Regions from separate parts of the Mus musculus genome. Here regions 1, 2, 4 and 5 are each linked to region 3. The links are chromatin contacts, called in public Hi-C and HiCAR-type maps. All regions are on one chromosome and are shown on one strand. Each heading gives the region's core, a stretch centred on a gene start, on an enhancer-like site or on the middle of the called end of the contact. The rest is flanking DNA. Distances are from core to core; before and after follow the strand shown. Region 1 overlaps Ets1 (E26 avian leukemia oncogene 1, 5' domain). Region 2 has its middle 64 kb from the start of Gm27166. Region 3 overlaps Gm27162 (predicted gene 27162). Region 4 overlaps Ets1 (E26 avian leukemia oncogene 1, 5' domain). Region 5 overlaps Ets1 (E26 avian leukemia oncogene 1, 5' domain).

Evidence for each region. A called contact is a pair of places that touch in the nucleus more often than the background predicts. HiCAR-type assays count read pairs that join an accessible place to other places.
Region 1: a Hi-C map of group 2 innate lymphoid cells shows a contact between it and region 3, with 2.1 times the contacts expected there. The contact joins two enhancer-like sites. A contact is called at or near these places in 1 of 15 datasets of contacts at CTCF or cohesin (large pre-B cells), 36 of 484 Hi-C or Micro-C datasets (the AML12 cell line, B cells, CD4 T cells and 22 more), 12 of 115 datasets of contacts at active chromatin or transcription factors (CD4 single positive thymocytes, CD8 T cells, differentiating embryonic stem cells and 7 more) and 1 of 9 other capture datasets (embryonic stem cells).
Region 2: a contact with region 3 is called in a HiCAR-type map of Th17 cells, with 2.7 times the contacts expected there. The contact joins two enhancer-like sites. A contact is called at or near these places in 2 of 39 promoter capture datasets (both in liver), 1 of 15 datasets of contacts at CTCF or cohesin (CD8 T cells), 29 of 484 Hi-C or Micro-C datasets (3T3-L1-derived adipocytes, the C10 cell line, CD4 T cells and 23 more) and 8 of 115 datasets of contacts at active chromatin or transcription factors (CD8 T cells, Th17 cells, cardiomyocytes and 5 more).
Region 4: a contact with region 3 is called in a HiCAR-type map of Th17 cells, with 3 times the contacts expected there. The contact joins two enhancer-like sites. A contact is called at or near these places in 1 of 39 promoter capture datasets (macrophages), 2 of 15 datasets of contacts at CTCF or cohesin (CD8 T cells and large pre-B cells), 38 of 484 Hi-C or Micro-C datasets (the AtT-20 cell line, B cells, CD4 T cells and 24 more), 35 of 115 datasets of contacts at active chromatin or transcription factors (CD4 T cells, CD4 single positive thymocytes, CD8 T cells and 27 more) and 2 of 9 other capture datasets (adipose tissue and embryonic stem cells).
Region 5: a contact with region 3 is called in a Hi-C map of CD4 T cells, with 4 times the contacts expected there. The contact joins two enhancer-like sites. A contact is called at or near these places in 1 of 15 datasets of contacts at CTCF or cohesin (large pre-B cells), 49 of 484 Hi-C or Micro-C datasets (3T3-L1-derived adipocytes, the AML12 cell line, B cells and 26 more), 15 of 115 datasets of contacts at active chromatin or transcription factors (CD4 single positive thymocytes, CD8 T cells, T-cell acute lymphoblastic leukemia and 11 more) and 1 of 9 other capture datasets (embryonic stem cells).

The regions. Positions count from the first base shown.
Region 1 is chr9:32,729,493-32,732,192 of GRCm38.p6, forward strand. It overlaps Ets1 (E26 avian leukemia oncogene 1, 5' domain), which reads left to right. Exons shown (of 10, transcript NM_001372534.1): 5 at 563-763. Among named protein-coding and RNA genes, the nearest start is that of Gm3331, 52 kb to the right of the region's middle. Within about 2 kb of position 1,314, at least 78 of the 459 cell types and tissues checked have an H3K27ac peak or open chromatin away from gene starts, as enhancers often do. A contact at or near this core is called in Th1 cells, Th2 cells and group 2 innate lymphoid cells, where this site is marked.
Region 2 is chr9:33,094,459-33,097,158 of GRCm38.p6, forward strand. No RefSeq gene overlaps it. Among named protein-coding and RNA genes, the nearest start is that of Gm27166, 64 kb to the left of the region's middle. Within about 2 kb of position 1,388, at least 5 of the 459 cell types and tissues checked have an H3K27ac peak or open chromatin away from gene starts, as enhancers often do. A contact at or near this core is called in Th17 cells, where this site is marked.
Region 3 is chr9:32,924,501-32,927,200 of GRCm38.p6, forward strand. The region is part of intron 1 of Gm27162 (predicted gene 27162); the gene reads right to left. Among named protein-coding and RNA genes, the nearest start is that of Gm27162, 3.1 kb to the right of the region's middle. Within about 2 kb of position 1,406, at least 12 of the 459 cell types and tissues checked have an H3K27ac peak or open chromatin away from gene starts, as enhancers often do. A contact at or near this core is called in Th1 cells, Th17 cells, Th2 cells and 1 more, where this site is marked.
Region 4 is chr9:32,704,917-32,707,616 of GRCm38.p6, forward strand. All of the region lies in intron 3 of Ets1 (E26 avian leukemia oncogene 1, 5' domain), which reads left to right. Among named protein-coding and RNA genes, the nearest start is that of Ets1, 70 kb to the left of the region's middle. Within about 2 kb of position 1,410, at least 93 of the 459 cell types and tissues checked have an H3K27ac peak or open chromatin away from gene starts, as enhancers often do. A contact at or near this core is called in Th1 cells, Th17 cells, Th2 cells and 1 more, where this site is marked.
Region 5 is chr9:32,746,426-32,749,125 of GRCm38.p6, forward strand. All of the region lies in intron 8 of Ets1 (E26 avian leukemia oncogene 1, 5' domain), which reads left to right. Among named protein-coding and RNA genes, the nearest start is that of Gm3331, 35 kb to the right of the region's middle. Within about 2 kb of position 1,371, at least 69 of the 459 cell types and tissues checked have an H3K27ac peak or open chromatin away from gene starts, as enhancers often do.

The DNA of each region.
Region 1 (2,700 bases), core at 64-2,563, 200 kb before region 3:
TACAGCTCTGTCAAACCTTAGGTCATGTTCATGAAGATTACATGGCTTCACTGCTACTCAAAGCTGTCCCTGTGGTCACAAATAATGATACTTCAATGACTTACCATTACTAATTGCTGTGATTATTATAAAACCTGAGTGGCTAAGATAAAAAATAATTGAGTATAAAAAAATCTCAAGTGTATTGCAGCGTTGAGAGCAGAAAGAGGCATGTGCAGTTTGTGGGAAACACTTTCCATTGCTATTGCCATTAAAGAAGGCATAGTCCCTTATCTGGGGGCTTTTGATATTTTTTAATGAGAATCAGGGTGAGAGAGGAGATCAATGGAAATCTTGGCCTGAAAAAAAAAAAAGCAGGGAATTGCTGTTGGCTGATTTTAGCTCCTCCTAGCTGAGGAGATGGGAAAGTGGGGTGCTAGATGAGGGAGGAAGAGTCTGAGAGGTGCTGGACAAGATGCTGCTCCCAAGGTGTAGAGTAACTAGCATCGTCAGCTCTGTTTCGGCCCTTCCCTGCCTTCTCCCAGCCTGACCTACTATATCCTCGCTTGGCCTCTCTTCTCAGACCCCCGGCAGTGGACAGAAACCCACGTCCGGGACTGGGTGATGTGGGCTGTGAATGAGTTCAGCCTGAAAGGTGTGGACTTCCAGAAGTTCTGTATGAGTGGAGCAGCACTGTGTGCCCTGGGTAAAGAATGCTTCCTCGAGCTGGCTCCAGACTTTGTTGGGGATATCCTGTGGGAGCATCTAGAGATCCTGCAGAAAGGTAAATGTGTGCAAATGGGGAGGGGCACTGGGTGGAGTTTCTCTAAGAGTAGGAGGAAGGCTGGCCCAACAGTGGGATGCTCTTGCTGTTGTTGCCTGTGGGTGTTCAGCCATGGTATAGACGGTATGTGGGGCTGTGTTTGGCTCAAAGCAAGAGCTCAATACATGTTGGCTTATTTTCTTCTCTGCCTTAGGAGTTCATATTTTATTTTTTTTTTAAACAAGATTGTACTTCTCTAGCATCTTGTATACAATTCGAGTTATTTTCTTAGACCCATACATTATTTGAATAAATAGTGTCTGAACTTAAATAAATCTGGATATATAAAACAGGAGTTTCACCTGCTCTGGAACGTTTGATATATACTCCGTTGGTCTGTGGTGTATTCTCTCTGGTAACAGGAGAGTACAGCTTTTCCAAGCCCATTAGCAAGACAAGTTTCTCTGCCAGTCACTGGCTTGGGATTAAGGCAGCGTAGAATACCTTTTACATTTGGAGCCAAAGCTAGGGTTATATCAGGACGTGGTGTTGCAACCTTGTAATGACACAGCCTCCTCTACTGGCCTGGCCTCTTCTAACCTTTTTGGACCAAGTGACTCATGTCCCGTAGCTCCGGCTGAGTATAGCAACAGCAGCGGGCCGCAAACTTGGGTGTTTCTGTGCTTATTTGTCTAAATTTCTTCTTAAAATAAATGGCAGTTACCAGCAGTCAGCAGTGCCCTACAGCTGACTGTAAGCCTAGAAGCCTGCTGCCCTCTGTAACCAGGCCCACCCTTTCCCTGTGGTTACCAGCCTCAATCTCTAGGCACAGCATCTGGGGGCAGGGCACACAGCTCAGTCCATGTAAGACCTTCCTTTGTTTAAGAGAACGAACACCTCACTCTAGAGACCTAGAGACCTAGGTTCCAATCCTCTGGGCATATGAATGTGGTATGTCTTCCTCCACCTCAGCTTCTTGTCGAAACTGATCCCTGGATGAACACAGTTAAGGACTTGGTAGCTCTTCCTGTGGCTGCTGCTACTCAGGACTGGACAACTGCTCGCTGTAGGAAGGGCACTGGTGCAGACCCCTAGGCACTGACATAATTGACCTGTTCATAGGAGGATAAAGAAGGATGTGGCAGACTCTACGCAGCACCGGTTTAACTTCTGTCTTCTGAACACAACAGCAGGTTGCACCAGACCATGAAACCAAACATAGTCTGTCAATATGGTGCTTCTGTGAACTCTAAATGAATTCCTGCAGTGGACGTACCCAGAGCTGGGGGTAGTCTCGGTCTGTCAGAGGCTGATCATGGTCTGTTCATATCCTTGATTCCAAAGTGCTGCCAAATATAAACTCTTGAAATTAGCCACAATCAGTGATCGACCCTTTAAACTTTACTTACTTCCAAGTCTGTTTTCGTTTCACTTCTCACCCAGTGCTCTTGCTGTGATGCTCCGAGGAAACTCTACCACTGAGACAGGATTAGACTATTGACAGTGTTCATGCAGAGGAGCATTGTCAGGGATTTGAAGTGAAGCAGGGTGTAATGGAGTCGGTGTGAGGAGGCAAGTCCGGTCATCCTAGCCAGGGTCCCGTTGCTTGAGGCAGTAAAACTGTCAGGCTATGGATTTCCGTTTCTGAAGGGATGACAGGGACGTTTGTGCGTAGGACAGCGTCCCTTCTGTTGATCTAACAGGAGCAGCATGGCAGCCAGAGAGCATAGCTGCTTGGGGTGGAGCTGGAGGCCAAAGGTGCAGGGGATGTTTGAATCTGATAAGCCGCTCAAGCAGTGTGTAATCATTTTATCTCAACTGGGAACTTTTTTTTTTTGAGTGCAGGCATAAACTTGTTTTCCCATCAGCCTTTGCTCTCAGGAGGCTAGCAGGTACCTGAGGAAAAACCCGTATCAGCAGTCTCTCTTGATGACTGATCTTTGCAAAGAAATGCAGTC
Region 2 (2,700 bases), core at 138-2,637, 170 kb after region 3:
TACTATTAATTAAAGTAAGTTTTATAGCACAATGCTTTATCCAGCATTGTCATTCAGGTCATGTGGTTTGCCCCCCCCCAAATGAATTTATGAAATTCCTAGGCAAATGGATGGACCTGGAGGGTATCATCCTGAGTGAAGTAACCCAATCACAAAGGAACTCGCACAATATGTACTCACTGATAAGTGGATATTAGCCCAGAAACTTAGGATACCCAAGATATAAGATACAACTTGCCAAACGCATGAAATTCAAGAAGAACGAAGACCAAAGTGTGGACACTTTACCCTTTCTTAGAAATGGGAACAAAACACCCATGGAAGGAGTTACAGAGACAAAATTTGGAGCTGTGACGAAAGGATGGACCATCTAGTGATTGCCATATGCAGGGATCCATCCCATAATCAGCTTCCAAATGCTGACACCATTGCATACACTAGCAAGATTTTGCTGAAACGACCCAGATATAGCTGTCTCTTGTGAGACTATGCTGGGGCCTAGCAAACACAGAAGTGGATGATCACAATCAGCTATTGGATGGGTCACACGGCCCCCAATGGAGGAGCTAGAGAAATTACCCAAGGAGCTAAAGGGAACTGCAACCCTATAGGTGGAACAACAATATGAACTAACCAGTACCCGGAAGCTTTTGTCTTTAGCTGCATATGTATCAAAAGATGGCCTAGTCGGCCATCACTGCAAAGAGAGGCCCATTGGACTTGCAAACTTTATATGCCCCAGTACAGGGGAACGCCAGGGCCAAAAAGGGGGAGTGGGTGGGTAGGGGGTTGGGGGGGTGGGTATGGGGGACCTTTGGGATAGCATTGAAAATGTAAACGAGAAAAATACCTAATTAAAAAAAAACTTTTACTCATTTTGATTCTGAAAGATTGTGAGCATATTTGCCAACAGTATAAAAAAAGAAAGAAAGAAAGAAAGAAAGAAAGAAAGAAAGAAAGAAAGAAACCATAGTGCTTGTCTATAAGGAGTTTTGAATTATTGTATTGTGCACCTTTAATTTCTTCCAGTTTTGAAAAGCGAGTCAATGGCAAACCCCTTGGGTTGAATGCACTTTGTGCCCCAGAGTATTGAAACAGTGGATGGGCAGAGTGTACTTTATACAGTTGCATGTAACAGTTTAAACCTATGGCTAGGAAGCTATTGCCAAGTTGCTTTTCCCATGGATGTGCTAACTTGTACTCTGATTATATATTTCTCTGGTGATCTCCAAACATTCAGATTTGAATTAGGGTCCTAACAGACAGACTAGCTTTTCTTGAGGCTGTCATGAACTCTAATTGAGGTAAAGATCTTTGCTAGTGAAGAGCTCACAACCAAAAGCCTTGTACTTGACCATCCTGCCTGTGAGGGAACTATATTAAATTTGAGCAGTGTTACAGCGACACCTGCCGGACTTTCTCTAACTAGCAAGTGCAATTCCAGCAGATCAGGGTTCTGTGTAATCACAAATATTTCTCACACATATGAGAAGTAAAGTAATTTTCCATGAAAACAAAATCAAACGGTTATCTCTCCTTCAGTATATGAAATAAGGCTTTTCCTGAGGTAAGAAGAATTAACATTGAGCACTCAATTTAACACAAAGACAAGATTAAAATAATGTCTTTATCTCCCATCCAGAAGTTAAGTAGTATCATGGTATTTTGGTTATGTAATCACACCACAGTCTGTAAATATGAGTGCATTTACACAAGCACCTGAAGAACAATTTTAAAATCATTCTTTTTGGCTCAAAAATAAATGTCAAATTCTCAGTTCATTGAGGCTGCTGGGGAGAATGCTCACTTTAGAGATCTGCTTATCCAGAATATGGTTGCTACTTCTTTGTCTCACTTCTCCTCCTCTCCTCTCCTCTCCTCTCCTCTCCTCTCCTCTCCTCTCCTCTCCTCTCCTCTCCTCCCCTCCCCTCCCCTCCCCTCCTCTCCTCTTCTCTTCACGTCTTCTATCTCACAGTTTCTTTTCAATGCTCCCCCCTACACACACACAGGGCAAGCTGCAGTGCATAGCAGCAATATCGTGGATTCCTTAAAAGCTTTGCAGTTGAGCTGAAACCCATATTTCAGATGAGTCTCAAAGTCATCAGATTCAAGCTTGTCACATTTTCTGAACACAAAATTCCAGACATGTTTTATTCACTATCTGTTTGCATCGTTGAGGTAAACATCTCCAACTCATTTCGAAGTTGGGAGATAGCCAAGAAGTCTCAACCCATCATTTCTAGATGTTTTGTTGTATGCTTTGATTCCTCCTTTGGTCAGGTATCTCATTGCTTCATAGCCCCTCTAAACACTAGGCTCAGTTGCTCATGAGAGCACCCTCCCCTACTGACATTTGAAACACTGGACCTCTCATTCATTTTTTAGTTGTATGATGTGAGCTCTAAACCATTCTTCAGTTTGCATAAGGAAAGAGGCTGAGAAACCTAGGCATGTGGTGTGGCATGGCAGGCTGCTGGCCTGCTTGGTGCTCTAGTATCTATAGTCTACCTCGGCAGCACTGTGATTCACTGATGCTAAGGAATAAAAAGACATCGGTCTGACTTCCATGATGAAAGCCTCAAGCTTGGCTCTTACACTGATTCCCAGGTAGTTTTGGACAGTGTCTGTCCCTCCTTGTTTTGTTTTGTGTTTGAAGGAAGATAATGTCTTTAATTAACCTACTGTTTATAAAGAATTTCA
Region 3 (2,700 bases), core at 156-2,655:
TGAACTTCTTTCATAAGCCTCATTGCCACGAGCCCCAGTTTCTTTACTTCCCCATTCGTCCATCCAATGCACACTCACATGTTTGTAACTCTGTGCCAACAACTAGTTCAGACTCTCCCCTGACACCCAGAGTGATGAATAAAACATCCTTTCAGGAGTTTAAAGTTTGAAGCCACCCCCTGGCATCTAGATAGAACATTTGATCAAAATTTGTCAACCTCTGTATTGACGCAATTTGCAAAGTGAAAACCAGTTTTGATGACTATCAGCAGTCTTTCTGTGACAATGAAATCTCTTGGTTGAAAGTCCAAAACCTTCCTTTGTTTCTTCTACCTGTGTCTCCAAGCCTCCTCATATGCCAACCAAGGCATTCACAGATCGGTTAATTGCTCCTTCACTATGCCCTACAGTTCTCCTCTCTGTCCCTTTGCTTCTGCAGTGATGTACATATAATCAGCTTAGCTGCTTTCACATTGTTTTCTGTATAGCACTCTGTCTGTCCAGTTACATTGAAAATTCTCATAATATGGGCTTTTTCTCATTCCTTATCTATTAACCTCGGTAACTAGCACCATTGAGCTTCAGTATGAAGCCAAATTGTAACCTCCTTTTTTCTTTCTGCATGATGTTACTGTGCATTCTGCTAGTCTGTTTATCAGTGTATACCAAATATCTGACGTGACTATGACTCATTTCTTGATATTTGTCTTATTTGATGCTGTCACTTGACCATACCGGAGCATCTGTTTTAGTCACCACTACATTTTCTGCACACCGCAGAGTACTGGGCAAAGTAATAGGCACTTAATACATGCGTCTTTCTTATCAATGAATGTATTGGCCAGCTGGGGAAGAAGTGACAATCTGTGCAATTTACAGTGTGACCAACATTGTGCCATATACAGGAATTACATGGTTTCCTTACCGTGTCCTAGATGTATCTTGGATTGCTAGGGAAATTGACAACAACATTGTCGAGCATGGTGCTAAGTAGATAGCTGCTAGGTGCCATGCTTTCCACAATAGTTGTGATTTGGCAGGGAGGCCCAAAACTGTGCGTTTTTACAATTTAGCTCATATGAATGAGAGAGGGGAGAGAAGAGTAGAGAGAGAATGAGAATGAGTGATAGGGAAACAATAACAAAAAGAAAAGGAGGAATAGAGAAGGGGAGGAGAGGGGAGGGGAGGAAAGGGGAGAGGATACTGTGTGGGAAATGGAGTTGAAAATCATTGCTTGTCCAGATCCCCTGCTCAAGGTCTCCTTATGCAGCCTTCATTTTCTAATCTATATCCAGAAACTGCCTTGAAAGTGTCAGCATGAACGTTCGTCCCTCATCCCATGTGTGCGCCACCCTGTAAGGAAGTTGCAAAACTGTAAAGGGTGCTAGTTTCCCACTGTATTGCATCCACACATGGGCAACTTGGGCAGCTTCCCACATTATGCCACTTCCCCAGTTTTCTCCGCAGCTCATACTCTTCTACGTCAATCTGCCCCTGTGTGAGAACCCTCTGTCGCGAAAACACTGCTTTCCACAAAGGCTGGGTCTCCAGTGACTCTCTTCCTGCACACAAAGCTGATGTTTGACCTGAATGTTGGGGTTAACAGGAATGAACCCAGATGACCTGCATTCTCTAAAGAACTGGGTCCTAAGACAATGGGCCACAGGAAGTTTTTTGATGAAAAATTTGATATCCAGAAGCTTTGGAGCTAGAAGTAGGGAGAGCAGAAGATGGTGGGAGGGCCCTTTAGTGGAACAACATGCTGTGTTAAGTACCAGGCCTGTTTACCTCAACATGGCTTTTAAAGGTCGGGCCACGTTCTTGGTATGTAGGAGACATCATAAGCTATCTTGGTTTCTGTTTTCATGTGAAGAAGCAAAGCTCTCTTTCTTCAGGGTGTGTCTTGTTGCCACAGTTTAGAAGTGTAACTGCACCTTTGAAAACAGAGTGCAGCTCTGCGGCTGCCTCTACCTTCTTTGATTCTGCTTACAGAAAACATAACACAGACTGAACAGTGTGCAGAAATGCTCAAGCCCAACCGTGAAGTATCAAGTGTACTGTGGTCACGAGTTTTATTTGTCACAAAAGGTGTGAGAAGCTCCACTCTTCCTCATTCTGTGAGCTTTTGTGTCTTGTTCTGGGGGAGTCACTTTTTGTTGCTGGGTGTTGGAGACTCTATGATCATTTTCCCTTTAGGGAAAAATTAACAGTGAATGTCAAGTCCTTAAAGTTAATCAGCATATATAATTGAAGCTAGGCACTTGATAGCATGTCCCTTCCTGTGAGAACGCCCTGACCCATGCCTTTGTTGTTAGCTTTGCTGCTTGTGCAGTTGGTCATCTTATGCCAACCTAGACTTGGGAGTTTTTCCTCTGCTTTCTGTGTGCTTTGTCTTCATTTGCAGGTATACGATCTAAAAGACCACCACCTCCACCATTGGTCTTTCTGCAGCACTGCTGGGAGAGCAAGGAATTCTGGTCCTGAGGCAAATAAAGTCTCATCTAATGAGTGGAGAACGAACATTTCCGCACTTATAATGACCACAATATTATTTTGTTTGTTTTGTTTTGCTAGGCAACAAACACAAGGGCTTCCTAGGCAAGCACTTACTATTGAGTTCTTAAACCAAAATGGTATACTTTAACTCTTACCAACAAGACAGACCAAAGGTATTTTGACTATTCAAGAGACCTAAGGGAT
Region 4 (2,700 bases), core at 160-2,659, 220 kb before region 3:
ATTATACTGATTCTTATTTTTCTTGGTATTTTTATCTAACCTTTAGATAAATTCCTTATATTTTGTGTAAGTTGTCTTACACCATCCAGATACTACTCATGTGTAGAATTCAGTGGAGAATAATCAGGACTGACTAGAGGGACCTATCATCAGAGTAAAATTAAGTATTATTTATGAAATATAAAGTTTACTTTGTAAGTTCAACTTCAGAGGGGGCAGACACACACACACAAACACAGACACTCACATAGATAGACAAACAGACACACAGAGAGAGGTAGACAGAGACAGACAGACACACACAGGGAGGGAGAGAGAGAGAGAGAGAGAGAGAGAGAGAGAGAGAGAGAGAGAGAGAGAGAGAGAGCATGAGTGAGCTCCTGTCAGGAGGATTCTAGCCATATCAGTGTACCTGCTTGTATGACTCTGGGAAAAAATAATTTCATTTATTCTGAATCTCACTTTCTTTTCGGTTTTTTGAGACAGGGTTTCTCTCTGTAGCCCTGGCTGTCCTGGAACTCACTCTGTAGATCAGGCTGGCCTCGAACTCAGAAATCTGCCTGCCTCTGCCTCCCAAGTGCTGGGATTAAAGGCGTGCACCACCACGCCGGGCTTTGAATCTCACTTTCTTAATTGGCCAAGTAAGTCACTTAGAAAAGCTAAGGTTTCTCTTAACACTGATGGCTTGTGACTTTGGGCAACAGTAAAGGCTGGTAAACAACATAGACTGCTATTGATGAGGTAGACAGGTCACTACTTTGACTCAGTCACTGGGGAGTTTTTGGGTACCTCTGTAAAGGGCAGCTTGTACAAGAAGATATTAGGAATTGTGCAAAGCTATCCCAACGATCACATGTAACAGGCTTCCCAGTTAATGCCTGGTTTCAACTTGTCTGGGATCATTTCTGAATATGTCATTTCAGGTAGTGCTGGGCCAGGAGTCATGTCTTCCAGTACAACAGCTTCCTTTTCTGCATAATCATTGGCCACAGGGCCAGCTAAAGGCAGTTCCAGGGAGGGGTCTGAATTGGAGGAAGACATAATGTAGGTTAGGAGTCTGGTAGGCAGAGCAACGAACCCAGCTGTATCCTCACAGCTGCCCATGCGGTCTGAGTAATGACTTATTTCATGGAAGCTGCCCCTTCTTGTTGCTCTGTTCTGTTGAGAAACAGTCCCCTCCTGCAGCTGGAATGTACTCCGCTGTGAGGCATCTCAGCACCTTTTCCTGACAAGCCTGGTGAGACAAGGTCCTCACTGCCTGTTTGCACAGAGGGAAGGGCCCATGCCTGCCTGTGGGACTGTTCACAGGTGCTTCCTGGGCAGCAACCGGCTGACCCCTCCATGGGCATGGCCTGCCTGGTGGAGTTGGGGGCAGGCAAGATGCCACCTGCTTTGACTTCCCAGTCATCCAGGAAGCTCTAACTGTGTGCTGGTGTGTCAACAGCGACCCTCTCGCTTCTCAAAGGCTCCCTTTGTGGCTGGCTGTGGCGTCGCCTACGCATGTTTGTTATCTGTGATCTCATTTTATTGATGTTATTTCTACATTTTGAGAAAGATCTGTGACAGTTACCCCTTCTTTGGGAAACAAGGGCCTAGGTACAGCTTGTTGATTTGGAAGGAAAACCAGGAAGACTGCCATTGAGTTCTTATCAGAGGGCAGATCTAACTCCTACCCATCTTTATTTTTTTGGTGCTGTTGTGGTGTTCCCCCCCTCCATGTGTGTGTGTGTGTGTGTGTGTGTGTGTGTGTACATATATACATACATATATTTGTATATTAGGTTTTGAATACTAGGTATGCGGCAAAGACCCTGATTGTCTTATCCTACTCTGTAGTAGTGAAACGTTTATTCCCGTTTCATAGATAAGAAAGTGAGATGTTAAAACCTTATCACAAAGGTCCTAAGCACACATTCAAACCCAGCAGTAGCCAGTTCTAAAAATCACATGGATGATATCAACACGGTTTTTGAAATACTTAGATGTTGAATTCGGAGGGGACACTGAGATCTGCTGTGCATGTTTAGCAGTCTGCCTAAGTACTGCCTTGTAATTTGGTAATGTGTTACAGTTTGACACACGCCTTTACCCAGCAGAGACCCCAGTAATCCCTATGAGTTGCCGATATTTTGTGAAAAAGGAGAGTATACAGAAGGGATGCCAAGTTGTTCTCTCAGTGCCACATGCACCATATGGTAAAACCACAGCTGGACTTTGTCAGATGTCCTGATGGCTCCATTTAGCCACCCAGCTTATATATTTCTCTTGTGTGGTGAGTGCCTCCACAATAGTCATAATAACCACTAACATGAGACAGAAATGTCAGCAAGGCAGTCGCCCCTTTTTTGTTGCTGCAAGTACCCTTCCTCTACATCTTCAGTGAGTCTACATGGGTGCTAACTAGAGATCTGGGAACAGGGTGCCCAGACCCTTGATGTCACATCTAGGAAAGTGGCAGAGATACCCAAAATACCAGGAGCAGACAGGAAAGTGGCTTGCTCTGTAGGGCACTGGACAAACTAATGTGCACTTTTCTTTGGAGAGAGGTTGACTTTGGACCTTAAGAAGGTTGAGTTTTGTTGTTTTGTTGTTTTTTTGTTTTTGTTTTCTTGGTTTTCTTTTGTATTTTTATTCCTAAGAGATTTGAAAAGAATCCCCCAGCCCTGTTTTCCTGTATTAAACTGAAATGTGCTTTGCTTG
Region 5 (2,700 bases), core at 121-2,620, 180 kb before region 3:
TAGGCAAGGTACCCCACTTCTCAGTACTGGTAGACCACGTAGACCCATGCTTGTGCAAGCACTGGGGAAGGTAGTGGGGGCTTGGCCGGAGCAGGAATGATTAGAGAAAATGCATCACGTGGGAATGAGGAGCTAAGTCTGTCTGTGACCCAGGTTTCCCCAAGCCAGGTCGGTTCCTAACTCTGCTACCTCTCATGGTGCGTACCCACTCTTAATTAGCGGGTGCTTTCATTCTCATTCTGAACTTACAGTAGTTCAGTGGTTATTCCATAAAGATGTTTTAAAAATTACATTGATATGATTGATTTTTAAAACCATCTCCCAGGTTTATACTTCCTGAAAGTTGCCACATGAAAGTTGATTTCATTCTTGGAAGCATTATTAAATTTTATCTAGGCAGTTTACAGCTATTCCTTTGAAAGTTCTGTTTTGACAAATGCCTCTTCCGCTATCTTTCACTTTTCTGCACGATTTCTGTGTTTTTCCCAGACTGCTCGGCTCTGACGTTCATTCCTCAGTGTTCTCTCCTTATGACTGCCATTTTTCTCTAAGAGAGGCCTAATGGACATCTGTAGATTAAAGACAAGCAAAATTGCTATTCCATTTTAGGAACAGGAAAACGAAGCCCAGGGAGTTTGAGTTGCATTATCTTTCATTTTCACCAGGAAGAATTAAAATCAAAGTTCTGTATGGGTCACCATCTGTGCAGGCTTTATGTGTATATATGTCTGCATGCATTTGTGTGTGTGTGTGTGTGTGTGTGTGTGTGTGCGCACGCGTTTGACTTTCTGGGTTTCTGAATTATTTTTCATCACTGTGTTTAGCAAGTATAACTTTAATGGTCTCATTAGTAGAGTTTATATTCTATTCACTACTCTTGATTTGTAGGCTTTGACACAGGGCCACATTTATAGAGTACAGGATAGTAGGGACTTACTAAATCAAGGCATTGTGGGAAGACTGTAGAATACACCATATTTAGGCCACGTTAGAGGCCAGATGGGATGGTACAGTGGTACCAGAAAGCCACAACTCAGAAGAAACAGGAGGTGACAACTCTAGGCATAGAACTGAAGTAGATATCAGACAGCCTTTGCTCTCTCTTATCAAAGTTCTCTCCAGGCCTTGAGAGCCGAGCTACAGAGCAGTGTCATCCTCACACAGGCCCCAGTGCAGCTCTGCACAGGGTCCAATACACAGCAAGAAACTGCTGGCTGATTTCTATTTAATTGGCCCCTCAACACCATGACTTCATGGAAACAATAAGATTCTGGGATTGTTTGTAAATGACTTAGAAGGGTGTATGAAGACTCTGGAGTCACCCACCCCATCGCAGAGACAGGTGCTCCCCGGGGTATAAAAAGGGAGGCTATGCTGAGCAGACGGGTCACTTCCGGACTCCAGTGTTCTGTTTTTGCTGTCGCCGTTGGCTGTGGGCAGAGACACCTGGCTGGAAGGGAGGGGCCAGCCAGGCTTATTCGCTGTTTTAGGGCCACCTGCCAGATGTGTCTCAGGGCAGAGTCAGCCCCGTTGCAAGGGTGCTCAACCATGAGAGTTTCATAGGTTAAAATAAATATGCCATTCCTATCCACACTGAGGTATTCAATTTGAATTTCAGAGTAGAACTAAAGAACTTCAGCTTCTTAGAGCGCCATGAACCCCCTAAGGACAAGAGGTGTGGCTGCTTTATTTTGGGAGTGTGTTGGTACAGCATAGCCTGGGTGTCATCCATATTTTGGCCCCAAATATAATTTAATAGAGAGATGCCTTTAGGTACCTTTCAAACCTGTATGCTTCCACTCCCCCCCCCCCCCCCGAGGATTATGGTTTTGGCAAAAGCATTCATTAAATGTTGAGGTATCATGGCTGACATCACAAACGTAAGAGTACCAACCTGGAGGCATTTGATAAAACACATAGTGTTAGAATTGTTAGCAGGGAGGTGTGTGCTGGTCAGGTGTTGTCAGAGGGCCTCCATGGAATCATATACATTCCAGTAATAGGAAACACAGTGAAAGTGGGAAGATGGGCAGATGGCTCGGCTGGCAATGTGCTTACCTCCCAAGCACGAGGAATGGAGTTTGACCCTCAGATCTCTAGCACCTACCTTAAAAAGCATGGCACATTGGTGTGCTTTCGACATCTAGTGCTAGGAAGGAAAGGTCAGGGAGATTCCTGGAGCTCTGGCCTAGCTAGCTAGTTAGCTCTAGTCTAGTCTGTTTGGACTTCCAGATCACTACAGCAGTGGGTGGCTTCTCTCAGACACCTGAGGTTTCTTTTCCTCTATATATGTGCACATATGTGTTCACCCACACAGCCCCACAGAGGAGCGATGTAGGGATAGTTTAAAAAGAAACCTTGGTAAAAATAGGAGCAGTCTGCCAGGACAACAGCTGTCTGGTGGCGACTCCATCCATACGAGCTCACGTCTTGTGTTAGCCTCTTACCAGGGCCCAGATGATAGATATGAACTACATTTGAAGTGGAAATGTGGATGGAGTAGAAGAACCTGATGTCTAATCTTGCCTCCTCTACTGCCAGCTTTGAGTCACTGCCTTGGGCAGGTAGTCTGCAAGCCGAGAACACAAAATGAATGAGGGTGACATTGTCAAGTGTGAAGGGTTGCCATAGTTGGTCTTGCTGGTGCAAACCTCCAATCTCAACTACTCAGGGGTATGAGGCAGGAGGATTACAAGTTCA